3 separate regions of the Sus scrofa genome follow, and regions 1 and 2 are each linked to region 3. A link is a contact called in public HiChIP or PLAC-seq data. All regions are on one chromosome and are shown on one strand. Each heading gives the region's core, a stretch centred on a gene start, on an enhancer-like site or on the middle of the called end of the contact. The rest is flanking DNA. Distances are from core to core; before and after follow the strand shown.

The links. HiChIP or PLAC-seq counts read pairs in DNA pulled down with a chosen protein or histone mark.
Region 1: a contact with region 3 is called in an H3K27ac HiChIP or PLAC-seq map of skeletal muscle. The contact joins the promoter of CHTOP here to the promoter of DENND4B in region 3. A contact is called at or near these places in 1 of 5 promoter capture datasets (fetal liver) and 2 of 2 datasets of contacts at active chromatin or transcription factors (alveolar macrophages and skeletal muscle).
Region 2: an H3K27ac HiChIP or PLAC-seq map of alveolar macrophages shows a contact between it and region 3. The contact joins the promoter of S100A4 here to the promoter of DENND4B in region 3. A contact is called at or near these places in 1 of 5 promoter capture datasets (fetal liver) and 1 of 2 datasets of contacts at active chromatin or transcription factors (alveolar macrophages).

What each region holds. Positions count from the first base shown.
Region 1 is chr4:96,004,198-96,008,320 of Sscrofa11.1, reverse strand. CHTOP (chromatin target of PRMT1) reads left to right here and starts at 2,707. Exons shown (of 6, transcript NM_001243268.1): 1 at 2,707-3,016. It overlaps S100A1 (protein S100-A1), which reads left to right. Exons shown (of 4, transcript XM_021089808.1): 4 at 964-1,295. The coding sequence ends at 1,107. It overlaps S100A13 (protein S100-A13), which reads right to left and starts at 1,041. Exons shown (of 4, transcript XM_021089809.1): 1 at 941-1,041. The coding sequence starts at 948.
Region 2 is chr4:96,086,455-96,090,681 of Sscrofa11.1, reverse strand. S100A4 (S100 calcium binding protein A4) reads right to left here and starts at 1,440. Exons shown (of 2, transcript NM_001252605.1): 1 at 1,300-1,440. The coding sequence starts at 1,440. It overlaps S100A3 (protein S100-A3), which reads right to left. Exons shown (of 3, transcript XM_001927336.4): 3 at 3,854-4,227. The coding sequence ends at 4,162.
Region 3 is chr4:95,743,219-95,747,720 of Sscrofa11.1, reverse strand. It overlaps DENND4B (DENN domain-containing protein 4B), which reads right to left and starts at 1,843. Exons shown (of 28, transcript XM_013997083.2): 1 at 1,069-1,843. CRTC2 (CREB-regulated transcription coactivator 2) reads right to left here. Exons shown (of 13, transcript XM_021089801.1): 11 at 3,588-3,857; 12 at 2,882-3,068; 13 at 2,091-2,750. The coding sequence ends at 2,530.

The DNA of each region.
Region 1 (4,123 bases), core at 1,458-3,957, 260 kb before region 3:
TCTCAGGAAGCACCCAGGACCTTAACAGAGATGCCAGAAATGACTACGGGAGAACATTAACCGGACTGAAGTGGGATGGCTTCTCCAAAGAGGGGGCACTTGAGCCAGAGATTTCCACGGGAAGATTAGGGCAAATGCAGACATTTTAGGAGAAGGTACAGTATCTGAACAAGGGCATGGGAGAAAGAAGATGAAGCATGCTCGGTAGTTTTGACTGAAGGATGCAGAAAAGGAGAAGCCAGTCGAAAGTGTACCAGCGCTGAGATTTCATGAGAACGGGATTCAAATTCTGGTGCTGCCACTTTCTTGCTGTGTGACTTTGGGCACGTTATTTAACCACCAACTGTCAATTTCTTTCTTCTCTAGAGTGGGAATAATGAAGCCTAGTTCATGCTATGTGTGTTAGAATTAAATTAGACAATACTTGTAAAGCTCCTGGTGCAGTGCTTGTCACATTGTAGGCACTCAACATATGGGAATTGTTTTTATTACTCTGCCCTGTTAAGGAGCTGATCTGTAGGCAACAGGAAACCACAAGTGTCTTGTTAGTTTAGAGAAGGGCAGAAAGAGTCCCATAATTAGCAGTTCCCATTGTGGCTCAGCAGTAACAAACCCAACTAGTAGCCATGAGGATGTGGGTTCGATCCCTGGCCTCATTCAGTGGGTTAAGGATCCAGAGTTGCAGTGAGCTGTAGGTCACAGACGCGGCTCAGATGTGGCGTTTTCTGCGGCTGTGGCGTAGGCTGGCAGCTGCAGCTCCAGTTCAGTCGATAGCCTGGGAACCTCCATATGCCATGGATGCGGCCCTAAAAAAAAAAAAAAAAAGAAAAGTCTCATAATGAGACATAATTCTCCCTCTTGCTCATCTCTGCCTCCTCCTCTCCAGTCAAGCAAGTCCCATGCCCCTGACTCTGTGATATTCATCTCCCTGTCCACCTACCTCACCATTTCTTCGCTTCACAGGCCCAGAAGGATGCGGATGCTGTGGACAAGGTGATGAAGGAGCTCGACGAGAATGGAGATGGGGAGGTGGACTTCCAGGAGTACGTGGTGCTGGTGGCTGCCCTCACAGTGGCCTGTAACAACTTCTTCTGGGAGAACAGTTGAGCAGATGGTCCCATTGGGCAGCGCCCTTCCCCTCCACCCTGCCATACCTGCCTCTTCACCCTGCTTCCCCTTCATCCCGCTGTTCCCTCCCCACCTTCTCACCCTTGCCTACCCTCCAACAGGGGCGCAAGAGTAGTGGGCCAGGCCTGCAACTCATCTTTCATTAAAGGCTCCTCTCTCACCAGCCACCAGCTGCTGTCTCTGGTCCTTCAGGGTTTGGAAATGGGTGGGGAAGTGAAGGCTGTTCACTCCCAAATTGCTTTATTTGGGGAGGGATCTTATTTTGGAGAAAGATCAAGGAACCATTACATCTTCCTACTTAAGGAATGCTCAAGGCCCAGAAAGGTAGAGGCTCAAGGTTCCAGCTGGAAGTGGCAGAGACATCAGCTTTTCAGCTTTGAAGCCAGAAAAATTGCCCTTCAACTTTCGAAGAATATGTGCTGAAGACCTACCCCGTGCTAGACATTGTGTGGAAACTGGGAATACAGCAGTGAGCAAAACAAACACAACCCTCACTGTCACATAGGTGAAGTCCAGTAAAGGGTGCCAAACCATTAAACATACACGTATAAATGCTAGGAAGGAAAATGAAAGGATCTCATGCGCCTTTAAGAGAGTGGAGGTGGAACTGAGGACATGTTCATTCACTCATTCTTCCAACATCTGAGCCTTTTTTTTTTTTTGGTCTTTTTTTGCTATTTCTTGGGCCGCTCCCACGGCATATGGAGGTTCCCAGGCTAGGGGTTGAATCAGAGGTGCAGCCACCTGGCCTACGCCAGAGCCACAGCAACGCTGGATCCGAGCCGCGTCTGCAACCTACACCACAGCTCACAGCAATGCCGGATCGTTAACCCACTGAGCAAGGCTAGGGATCGAACCCGCAACCTCATGGTTCCTAGTTGGGTTCCTTAACCACTGCGCCACGACGGGAACTCCCATCTGAGCCTTTTATTGTGTGCCCAGGTATAAGGAAAATGCCATATAGGTCTGCATCAAAATCCACATGGAAGCTAGATGGAGGGAGAAGACATTGGAATAGGTTGCGGGGACGCAAAGCTTCCCCCAAATAAGAATTTAACAATCTTCAGGCCAAATTGGGAAGGGAAGTGAAGAGAAAAATATGGACGGGCAGTGGTGCGTGGTGCAGGATCCAGTGAGGTGTGCTCCCTGCACTGGTCCCCAGGTGCGTTTATGGCAACCCACAACTCTAAAAGGGGCGTATGCTGAGGGGGGAGCCAGCGCAAATTACACCGGCCCGGTGGCTCTCGGAAGAAAGACCGAGTCATGTCGCGTAAAGAATTTTAGTCGGTCTGCCTTAGCTTTAGGGGTGGAGGGACCCGCAATGAAATACGAACTTCTTTTCTTAAGAGGACCAAATCCGCCTTGAACGTCCCAAATCACCAACTTGCAGCCGCCTTAAAACCCAAGAGAGAATATATTGGCCACGCCCCTTCCCGGGTGGGGCTCGGAGTGTAATACAGCCTAAAGCCCCGCCTTTTCCCTGGAGCTCCGCCTCATCCCCCGCGCAGGCGTAACACAAATTTTCCCGCCTCCTGCGCTGTGCGCAGACCTGACGTCTGACGTAATGGCGTCGACGCCATTTTAGCCGGTCCCATTCCGCACTGGGCGTGGCGGCCATTTTGTTTTGGAGAGCGAGCGGGAGTTGGCGGCAGCGGCTGTGGTGAAAGGCAGGAAAGGGCACGCCGGGCGAGCAGGCGAACCGGCCGACCGGACAGCCACCCAGCATCAACGAACTAACCTAGCATTCTACCGTTTAACACATACAACCAACCGCCCACCAAGTTAATCCGAGCCCCTCCACCGTCAACTCAGGTTCGGCCGGCCCCCGGCCAGCCTGTCGCAGCCGTGGTGGCAACCCCGGGAGGAGCACTGGCGTCCGTTTCCTTCGGTACGTTTCTGTGGTGAGAAGGAGGGCAAAAGTCTTGGGGAGCGCCCGGGCCCGGCGGTCGTGGAGTGGGAGCTGGTGGGATGTGGAAGCAGATTGGGTGTCGGGGAGTGGAGGCCCCGGGAGGGGGCGGAGCCCCTGAGAGGGAGGCGGGGGAGGCCCCGAGCTGGAAACTCGCTGCTGGAGGTTGGGATTTGGTAGGAATAGAAAGGAACATTGCTGGGCGGGTTGAGCAACGTTGGCGGTCCCGGACGGGGCTTTGAGATGGGAGTTCAGAGGAGGACTACACGGCTTTAGGGAACGTCAGAATGCACTGGCAGCTGTAGAGTTAAATTTTGTGGCGTGCTCTCTGGGATCGAACTCCCAGGTGAACGCCCATTTAGGAAACCTTTCCTACTCCATCCCTCCCCCACGTCCCCAGTCCCTTGCTAAGGTTCCTGCAAGACTTTGGAGTTGAAAGCCAATTTGTAAACTGGTAAACCTGTATCATCTCTCTAGAGCAGTGGTTCTGAATTTTGGCTGCACATGAGAAGCAGCAAGTTAGACACCACCCCCCCTCCCCGCACCACCTTCTAATTGCTGATCCCCAGACCTCACCAGCAGAGATTGTGCTTTAAATGGTTTGGGCCGAAGCTTCTGTATTTTGTGTCTGTCTTTGTTGTTGTTTTGTCTTTTTAGGGCCGCATATATAGAAGTTCCAAGGCTAGAGGTCGAATTGGAGCTGTAGCTGCCGGCCTAGACCACAACCCACAGCAACGCTAGATCCTTAACCCACTGTGCGAGGCTAGGGGTCCAACCCACATCCTCAAGGATGCTAGTTGGGTTTGTGACCGCGGAGCCATGAAGGGAACTCCTGTTGTTGTTTTTTAAAGCTCCTTGCAGCCAAGGTAGAGAAGGACCGCTCTAGATGAAAAGCCAAACACTTTCTTTGGCTAGGTCTAGGTCTGCCATTTTTGGAGGCTTGGGCAGGTATTTTCTGTCATGTGGCCTTGAAGTTTATTAATTCCAGATAACTTAGCTTCTAAATGTAAGCACCTGAAATGAGTTTTGGTGTGATCTTCAGTAGTCATTGAGACAGGCCTATTCATTCATTTTTGGTTTGGGCCTTTG
Region 2 (4,227 bases), core at 191-2,690, 340 kb before region 3:
GATGAGGAAGTCTGGGTACCTGGAAGCCCCTGGAAAAGGGGACTACAACATCGTCTGCCAAGGTCATTTTAAGAATCTGGTTAGAAGAGTTCCCGTCATGGCTCAGTGGTTAACCAATCCGACTAGGAACCATGAGGGTGCAGGTTCGATCCCTGACTTTGCTCAGTGGGTTAAGGATCCAGCTTTGCCGTGACCTGTGGTATAGGTTTCAGACACGGCTTGGATCCCGCGTTGCTGAGGCTCTGGTGTAGGCTGGTGGCTATGGCTCCAATTCGACCCCTAGCCTGGGAACCTCCATATGCCGTGGGAGCAGCCCAAGAAATGGCAAAAAGACAAAAAGACCAAAAAAAAAAAAAAAAAAAAAAAAAAAAGACTCCAGTTAGACAGTGGTCATGAAAGCAATGCATAAATTGTACAAAGGTTGATACAGATGGTAACTGTGATTACGCTGGGGTGTGTCTGTAGGTATGTGTGTATCTTCACATTCACAAGCCAAAGAGAAACTCAAAAATGGTTTATAGGGGAGAGGGTCAAATTAGGAGTATGGCATTAACAAATATATACTTTTATATATGAAACAGGAAAGGCAACAGGGATTTACTCTATAGCACAGGGAACTATATGCAATATCTTGTCATAACCTATAATGGAAAAGAATCTGAAAAAATATGCATGTATGTACAACTGAATTATTTTGCTGTATACCTGAAACTAACACAGCGTTGAAAATCAACTACACATCAGTTTTAAAAAGAAGGTGGCAGAGTTCCCTCATGGCTCAACAGGTTAAGGATCCAGCCTTGTCACTGCTGTGGCTCTGGTTACAGCTGTGGCGCAGGTTCCATCCCTGGCCTAGGAACTTCTGCATGCTGCAGGTGCGGTCAGAGAAAGAAGGGAAGAAAGAAAGAAGGGAAGAAGGAAAGAAAGAAAGAAGGAAGGAAGGAAGGAAGGAAGGAAAGAAGGAAGGGAGGGAAAGAAAGAAACTTTGATAGAGTGTTTATTTTTAAAAATGGCTCATAGCTGGATTGATGGCAAGAGTCAGACCATCATGATTCATGGATCTCAGCTTTATACACGAACTACTTAGGGAAGTGACTTAGTATCTCTGAGCTTCAGCTTCCCTCCAGGTCCATTGTGCCTCTTTCGGCTGGGGGCCAGGAAGTGAGCAGTGGGTGCTCACTAGGCAGCCAGAGCAAGCTCTCTGCCCCCACTTGCCCATGTCAGCCAGAGAGGCCCCGGTTGCTGATGCTCCTGAAGTCCTGAAGACCACCCCGCTCCGCCCCACTCAGCATCACTCACCCCCAGGAAGCTGGGCAGCTCCCGGGTCAGCAACTCCTTTAGCTCAGACTTGTTGAGCTTGAACTTGTCACCCTCCTTGCCTGAGTACTTGTGGAAGGTGGACACCATCACATCGAGGGCCTTCTCCAGGGGGTAGGCCATGGCAGCAGTCAGGATCTGGGGGCAGGATCACAGAGACATCCTTATCCCCCCCCCCAACCCTGCCCCCAGCTATGTATTCAGAATGCCCCCACCTCCATCCCTCAGGGAGCCCTTGGAGAGACTCTGCTTCCACCCAAGAGGGAGCCCTGAAAGGTGGGGCTCGGCTCCTGGCGGGGTGGCTGTGCACACTTGGGAAGTTCGTGCTTGGGGCAGTGAACACCTGCGGGCCAGGATGGCAGGTTCCGGGTTGCAGGCAGTCCGTTTAACCAGAGCCTTTCTCCACCCCTCCTCCCTCGGGCCCTTCACTCCCAGGCTCAGCCCCCAGCAGCCCCACCCTGGCCCATTCTCTCTCTCACAGCGCTGGGTTGGGCGACACTGCTGGAGATCTGCCCAGGGGCCTGTAGCGGAAAAAACCAGCGGCCCGGCACTGCATAGGGAGGGGCAGGATGAGGTGGCAGAGGCGCACGCGGATGCAGGGGAGGGATGGGGAGGCCACCCTCCCTTGAGCTGGGCTGCTGTGTGCAGGGCAGAAGCTCCCAGGACACAAGGAAACAAAAGCCTGCCATCGCCTACTGCCTTCACTGTGCTTCCCATGCCCGAGTGTGCATACACTGGCTTGTGCAACGCAGCAAACATGAGCCAATGTGCACACCCACCGGTCACAAGCATCCCAAAACCTACTACAGCCACCACACAGGCAAGCCCCAGCATCCCAGTACCGCTGCGACAGCTCCCATCAGCCACCTGCTCCTCGCTCTTACTTTTAATTTTTGCGTCTCTCTGGCATGCACATGCACGTGCACACACACGCACGCACAAACACACACACACACCACCCAAGAGCCTTCCCATCAGAATCTCATATCCCGACCCACTTAGCACATCTGGTGCCCACCAGCCTCTGCTTCTCCTGCACCGAGCCTCAGCCTGACCCCCCCTCGTGTGCCAGTCAGGCAACCACAACTCACCAGGCCGACCACAACTCACTAGGCCAAGAGAGAGGAAGCGCAGAGGAGAGAGGGTTGGGGCGAGAGGAAGAGTGGGGAAGCCCAGCAGCCTGACCTATTTATACCCTGGCGGGGCCCTGCCCATGCAGGGGCTGGGGGAGAGCAGGAGACAGCCCTCCCTCCTATCGTGGTCAGATGCGGTAAACGCTGCCGGCCCCCTCCACCAGCCCAGCCTGGAAACCCAGCTTCCTGCCCAGGGCGGGCACGGGGAGGCGGGGGGACCATGGGAGAGCCCCAGTGGGCACAGGGAGGGGCCTCTGTGGGGTGGACACTTGAGTTTTAGGGAGCTGGAGGAAGGGGCAGTCAGTGCCTGGGGCCTGGGGTGCCGGTGGTCTCTGGGGAAGCCAGAACAGAGGAAAGGGGACTAGGGGTGGTGGGAAAGTGCCCTGGCATGTGGCTGCCCAACACGGGGAGGGGACCCCACGCTCAGTGCTAGGGACAGCTCAGACTGCCCTTCCACTCCCCAAAGGGCTCTCCACCCTCCTGAGTGAAGCCCAGGACAGGAGCTGGGGGTGTCTGGAAGGAAGAACAAGCCAACACCCAAAGGAGGTGCTGGGTCCCCCAACCGCACCCCACAGGCACTTCCCTGGAGAAAGATCTGGATGAGGTAGCAATGGAATGGGGAGGGGAGTCAGGTCCGTCCGGGGGCGGGGATGGACTGAAAGGACCAAGAGGGAGGCAGAGGGTGTCACGCACGGGAGGAGTTTAGAGTGGGGATGGGTGTCAGGAATGAAGAGTGCCCATTGGGTGGGGGGTGGGGTGGTGGGAGTTAGAGGTGATACGGCTCAAAATGGAGCGGGGGCAGAGGAGGGGGCAGGCAGGGATCAGGGAACCTCTCAAGGTAGGATGTGAACTCAGGAACTGAGGGTGCATCAGGAGTAGGGGGTTAAGTCCCTCAGGTGGCTGTGGCTTCAGGAACGGGGTCTGCCTGCAGGTCTCCCCTTCCCTCGCCAATGCAGGGCACCCCTCCCAGGCCAATAGGGTGCAACACCCTAGGCAGAGCTCAGACACCCTAATCCTATTAGTGCTGCCCGCTGGGCGCCCACAGCCCCGGGCAGGGAACAGATCCACCCCCCACCCCGCCTCCAGCCCCACCCTCCCCCCCAACATCCTGTCAAGAGAACTGGGTTCCGTCCTCCCCTCTTGCCCTCCCTGACACTCCAAGGGAGCTTCTTCTTCAAAGACCTGCCAGAGAGACCCCACCACCACCCCCCTCCCAGGGACATTGTCCCCCGTGCCGACCCCTCCCCCTCCTGCTGGACATGGAGACCATGTCTTTTCTGCGGGGTCTGAAACTGCCCCCAGCCTCCTGTGCTCCAGTGGGAAAGGCCAGAGAGGAACGAAGCCTCAGCAAGACTCTGGCCCCAGGCCCCAGCTGTCCCCTCAGAGGAACTGAACCAAGCCGATGATGCCAATTCTTTATTAGGAGCGAAATAGGCCGTAGGTCTCCTTCCTGCACACACTCTGCTGGGACTTGACAGCCTCGGGGCAGACCCCTGGACTGTGCCATCTCAGGCCACAGAGGGGAGGCAGCAACTGGCTGCTCTCCGGGTCACTAGCTGTGGTCCTGGGGAAGGTCCCTCAGGTCTCCTGGACTCAGGGGCCCTGGATGGAGGGGACGCGGGGGGTGGAGGGGAGAGCTGACAGGTGCAGGACGATCTCAGAGCAGAGATGGGGCAGGTCTCAGAGCAGACTCAGACCCCTGCTGGCCCCGTTACTGGGAGCAGGGGGGCTCCGGGGGGCAATCCTTGAAGTACTCGTGGCAGTAGGTGCAGAGGCA
Region 3 (4,502 bases), core at 594-3,093:
AGGCGGGAACCATGAGGTGGGACCAGCAGAGGGGCGACAGGCCCCCATGGGCAGGATCTGCGCACCCGGGCCTCCCTTCACCGAGCCAGGAAAGAGTCCTGCAGAAGGCACCCTTTCTCCCTGCGGAAGGCAAGGGGCAGGGAGCGCTGCTCCGGGTCCCAAGGCCCACAAGCCGGGCGACGGGAAGTTTGGGTTGGGGCAAAGGGCGCGCTGAGCGGGAGGAAGCTGAGGAGGGAGCGGGAGGGTTGAGAGGAGCGGGCGCGCCGGCGGCCGGGGATGTGACGGCAGCAGCGCCGGCCGCCGCGTGACCCGAGCCGAAGGGAGGGGTGCTCGGGCTCCGGACCCGCGGGAGCAGGAGGGGTGCAGGGCGCCTGGGCACAGCTAGCTAACTCCGGGATGCGCCCTCCCCTCCACTTTCACTTCCCCAGGAGAGAGGAACCGGAACCAGATGTGCAGCGCCGAAGAACAGCTGGGGGAGAGCCCCCGCCCGGCCGGCGCTCCCTCCCTTCCTTCCCCGCCCGCTGCCCCGCCCGGCCAAGCCCCTACCTGCCTGCCCCGCGACTCCCCGGCCGGCCGGCCCGCAGGCGGGTGGCTCGGAGGGCGGGCTGGCGGGCCGGCGGGCGGCGGGGCTACCCGGCCCCGGACATGGCGCACCCGACTCGGGCGCCGCTCCCGCTGGAGCGGCGAGTGAAGGAAGAAGAGGCGGCTGAGGGCGGCGGGGCGCGGGGCGCTGTGGAGGGAGATCCGGGCGCTCCCAGCGTCCCCGCCGAGCTGCGCCACGCGGGGACTGTGCTGCCGCGCCGCTCGCTCGCGCTGCCCGGTCCTCCCGGCTCCCGCTGCACTGGGGGCCGGGTGCTCCTCCGCGCGCCCCGCTTTCTCCGCTCCCCCCACCCCCCTCCCGGGCTGCGGGCGCTGCCGCTCCCCCCACCCCCCTCCCCGGTCGGCGGCCGTGACCCTGGCAGCGCCTGCCCAGCGCCCGGCCGCCTGCAGCGCGACCCCTGGCGGCTGGGAGGGCCCCTTGCACGCAGGCGACTTGCCACCAGCCAGCCATAGCCGCAGGACACTGACCCCAGGCGGCCCTTGAAGTCCAGGGCGCGCTCCCGTCCCGCCCTTGGTCCTAGTCAGATGAGGTCTGCCTGCCTGGGTGAAGGCCCTGAAAGCCTGGTTTCTGGAGACCCAGGTGGCTCCCCCTACTTCCAGGTTCAGTCCCTCCTACATTCCCTTCCAGGCTAAGCCAGAATCTCTCAGTTCTCTTTTCTGAAAACGACAAGTTTTGGAAAGGGGAAGAGAAGAAGCCAGGGTGTGGAAAAGCAGCAGAGATGGGGGCAACGAAGGAGGGGCCCTACTCTCCTGACTGCTGTGTGGGGAAGAGAGGAGAGCAGAAGCTCAGATGGGAAGGATTCCAACCCAAGCCAGAAAAAGGCAACGTCCTCAAAACAAAGTTGGCACGCAAGCCTCAGCGAATGAATGAGAAGAGTGGAGAGCACGGAGTGAATTCGTGCCTAGTGAAGGGGCAGGAATGGGATTTATGGGCTTCCCTGAGACCTAGAGGCATGGGGTCCGAGACAGGCTGGTACCACACCTAACTTCCAGGTCCTCTAGGCTTAAAGGACCATAAAGAAGAGGGAGCCGACCTGAGACCTACCTGGTGCAGGTAGTTTTTAAATACTCTCTCCTTGGGGGCCTTAGCAGTGAGACCAGCTACCCTCCTGGGAAAGCTGGGGTCATTGTACCAGAAACGTTCAGAACCCAGAGCTCAGCCAGCAGTCACCTCCTCACCTCCCAACTCACTGCCAGGCCTCACGGTTGAGGAAGAGCAGTAGCTTGTCTGGCCAGAGTCCTTGTCCTCTGATGCCGCTGCAGCAAGGTCCTGGTCACATGAGAGGGCATACATCCGTCCTACCACAGGAGCCTACACCCAGCCTGGACCTCCATATCCAATGCTGCGTACAAATTCTGAGGCTGGGGGGCACCTTCCACCAACCACATGGCATTGACAAGATGCAAAACCGCGTAACCGACAAAAGGGCCTGCACCCCAAGAACCTCCTAGATCCCCGTTGCATCCCAAACAGTAGCCAACCACACCATGGGTTTGATATGATTTTTTTATTAACATATAATATATTTAATAAAAAATAATATCCACTCTGGCTCTTTCCTCCATTGCAAGGGGAAGAGTGGCGAGGAGGGGCTGGCACTGCCCACCCCTAGGCATCCGGACAAGCCCTGCCTCCGGGGCTCCCCTCTACCCCCCTGCTTTCCAACAGGCTCTGACCTCCAGACAGACGGTTCAAAGTTACAAGTGCTTCAGGCCCTCCCTTGAGCTCCCCTAGGCCCACCCTTTGTGCAGAATTTAGGGGCCACCTGGACACACCCCTTGCTTCTTCTCATTCTTAGGATCCCTCGTTCACGTTAGAAAGAGGATCTGGGGGCAGAGAGTGGAGTCTCTACTGGCCAGGGGGAAGGGAGAAAAGGGACAGTGACGGCGGGGGACAGGGCCGAGGAGAGGGATGGCGATCAGGTGCCCTCACTGCAGCCGGTCACTGCGGAACGAGTCCTCCACAGCAGGGTCGGGCAGCAGGGCACAGGGGTCGCTCAGCATGTTGAGCCCCTCCAGGCCCAGTGGCTCCATGCGCAGCTCCTCCTCCAGCCCCAGGCCCAGCTCCAGCCCAGCCGTGGACACCTCGAAGCCAGGCACTCCAGCCAAGGCTGCCGCAATCTCCTTAGAGAAACCTGGGGAGGATTCTCCTGTGTGGGCAGAACAGACAGGTGAGGACCCCACACCCTGTCAACGCCTCCAAGGTCCCCTTGGCCTCCTGCCGCGCCACCCAATGTGTCACGCCCTCCTTCCATCCCCTGTTACCAGCCACATTTCTTACCCGTGAGGATGATGTTGGGCCCTGAGCCATGGCGGGAACAGTGGGTTAAGTTCTGGTGGTTGAGGGTGTGGGGCTCCTGGGGGCCACTCACTGGCCCCTCACCCCCTAAAAATCCAGGCCCTTCGGAAAAGCCAGAGGCATCCAGCGCCAGGCTGGTGGATGGGTTGTCCATGCTGAACGGCTCCAGCTACGGACACACAGACAGGCCTTGAGGAGGAGGCCTTCAGAAGAGGGTGCCCCTGCCTGCCTGTGCCTAGCCCGGCTGACACATCCCCCGGCCCAGAGATCTTCACACACACCCCTACCCCATCCCCCGCCACCACAGGAACAAAAGCAGAGACAGAGGGAGATGGGCACAAGCAGAGCGACAGAAGTGAGCAGAAGTGAGCACGGGGCCCCAAGTAGGTGTGGGCACCGTACCTACTGGGACAGAGCACGCATGTGCCAGGAAGACAACGGGTCAAAGCAGTAGTCATCAAAGAGCAAGCTGCACGGAGGTAGCTGGGGGAGAGGGGCGGGAGTGGGGGTCAAACGCAGGAAGAGAGGAACCCCAAGCTGGCGAGGCTAATACCTGGCAGGGAAGGAAGAAGGATCTCCTCCACCTAGATCTCCCAATTCAGAGGGCCCCGCGACACTGCTCAGGCTCTTTGGACCCACCTCCAGCTCCCCCCACCCGCTTCTGAGCTAGGGCCCCCCGGGTACTCACGTTCCCCAGGCTGAAGTCACCCATTGGCCGGTGGTAAGACTGCTGCCCATGCCCACTGGAGCCGGGTGGGTACAGCATGCCATAGTGCAGCTGCCTGCCCGGGGGCTGCCCACCCGAGGGCTGCACTGAGCAGGCTTGAGATGGCAGCCCTGGCTGCTGTAGAGGCTTTGGGGTGGGAGGCTGGGTGGGCAGAACCAAACTCGGGGGGCTGTATGGGTATGGAGGCAGCCGCTGGTCAGTGGGCAGCTTACTGGTGTCCAGGGGGACGCCCTGAAGAGAAGCAAGGAAAAAGCGGGGAGCTTAGCCCTCAATGTAGCCCTAAGAGGACCTCTTTGTCAGGGCTTCCTGCCAGCTGAGCTGCGCCCAGCCTCAACACCAACCCCATCATGTACACTGGGCATCACTGGAGTGTGCCACCCAAAAATACATCTCAGGAGTTCCCATTGTGGCACAGTGGAAACGAATCGACTAGGAACCATGAGGTTGCGGGTTCGATCCCTGGCCTTGCTCAGTGGATTAAGGATCCAGCATTGCCGTGAACTGTGGTGTAGGTAACAGACAAGGCTCGGATCCTGTGTTGCTGTGGCTGTGGTGTAGGCCGGCGGCTAGGCCTCCGATTCAACCCCTAGCCTGGGAACCTCCATATGCCGCAAGTGCGGCCCTAAAAAGACAAAAAAAAAAAGGAATCTCAGAATGCAAGTGACTCAGTGAGGTTAACATAAGAATACTTTTGAATCCACTCCAGGAGTCAACTATTCCTAAACCTTGGTACTTTTAACTACGACTGCTAACCAACTACTCACAAGCGACCGACCACACAACAGTGACCTTAAGAACTGCTGTTCTAAAGCCTTGGAGAGGCCAGAGGGAGAGCGAGAGGAAGGAGGGAACACAGACTCACTGCAGGTTCTAAGA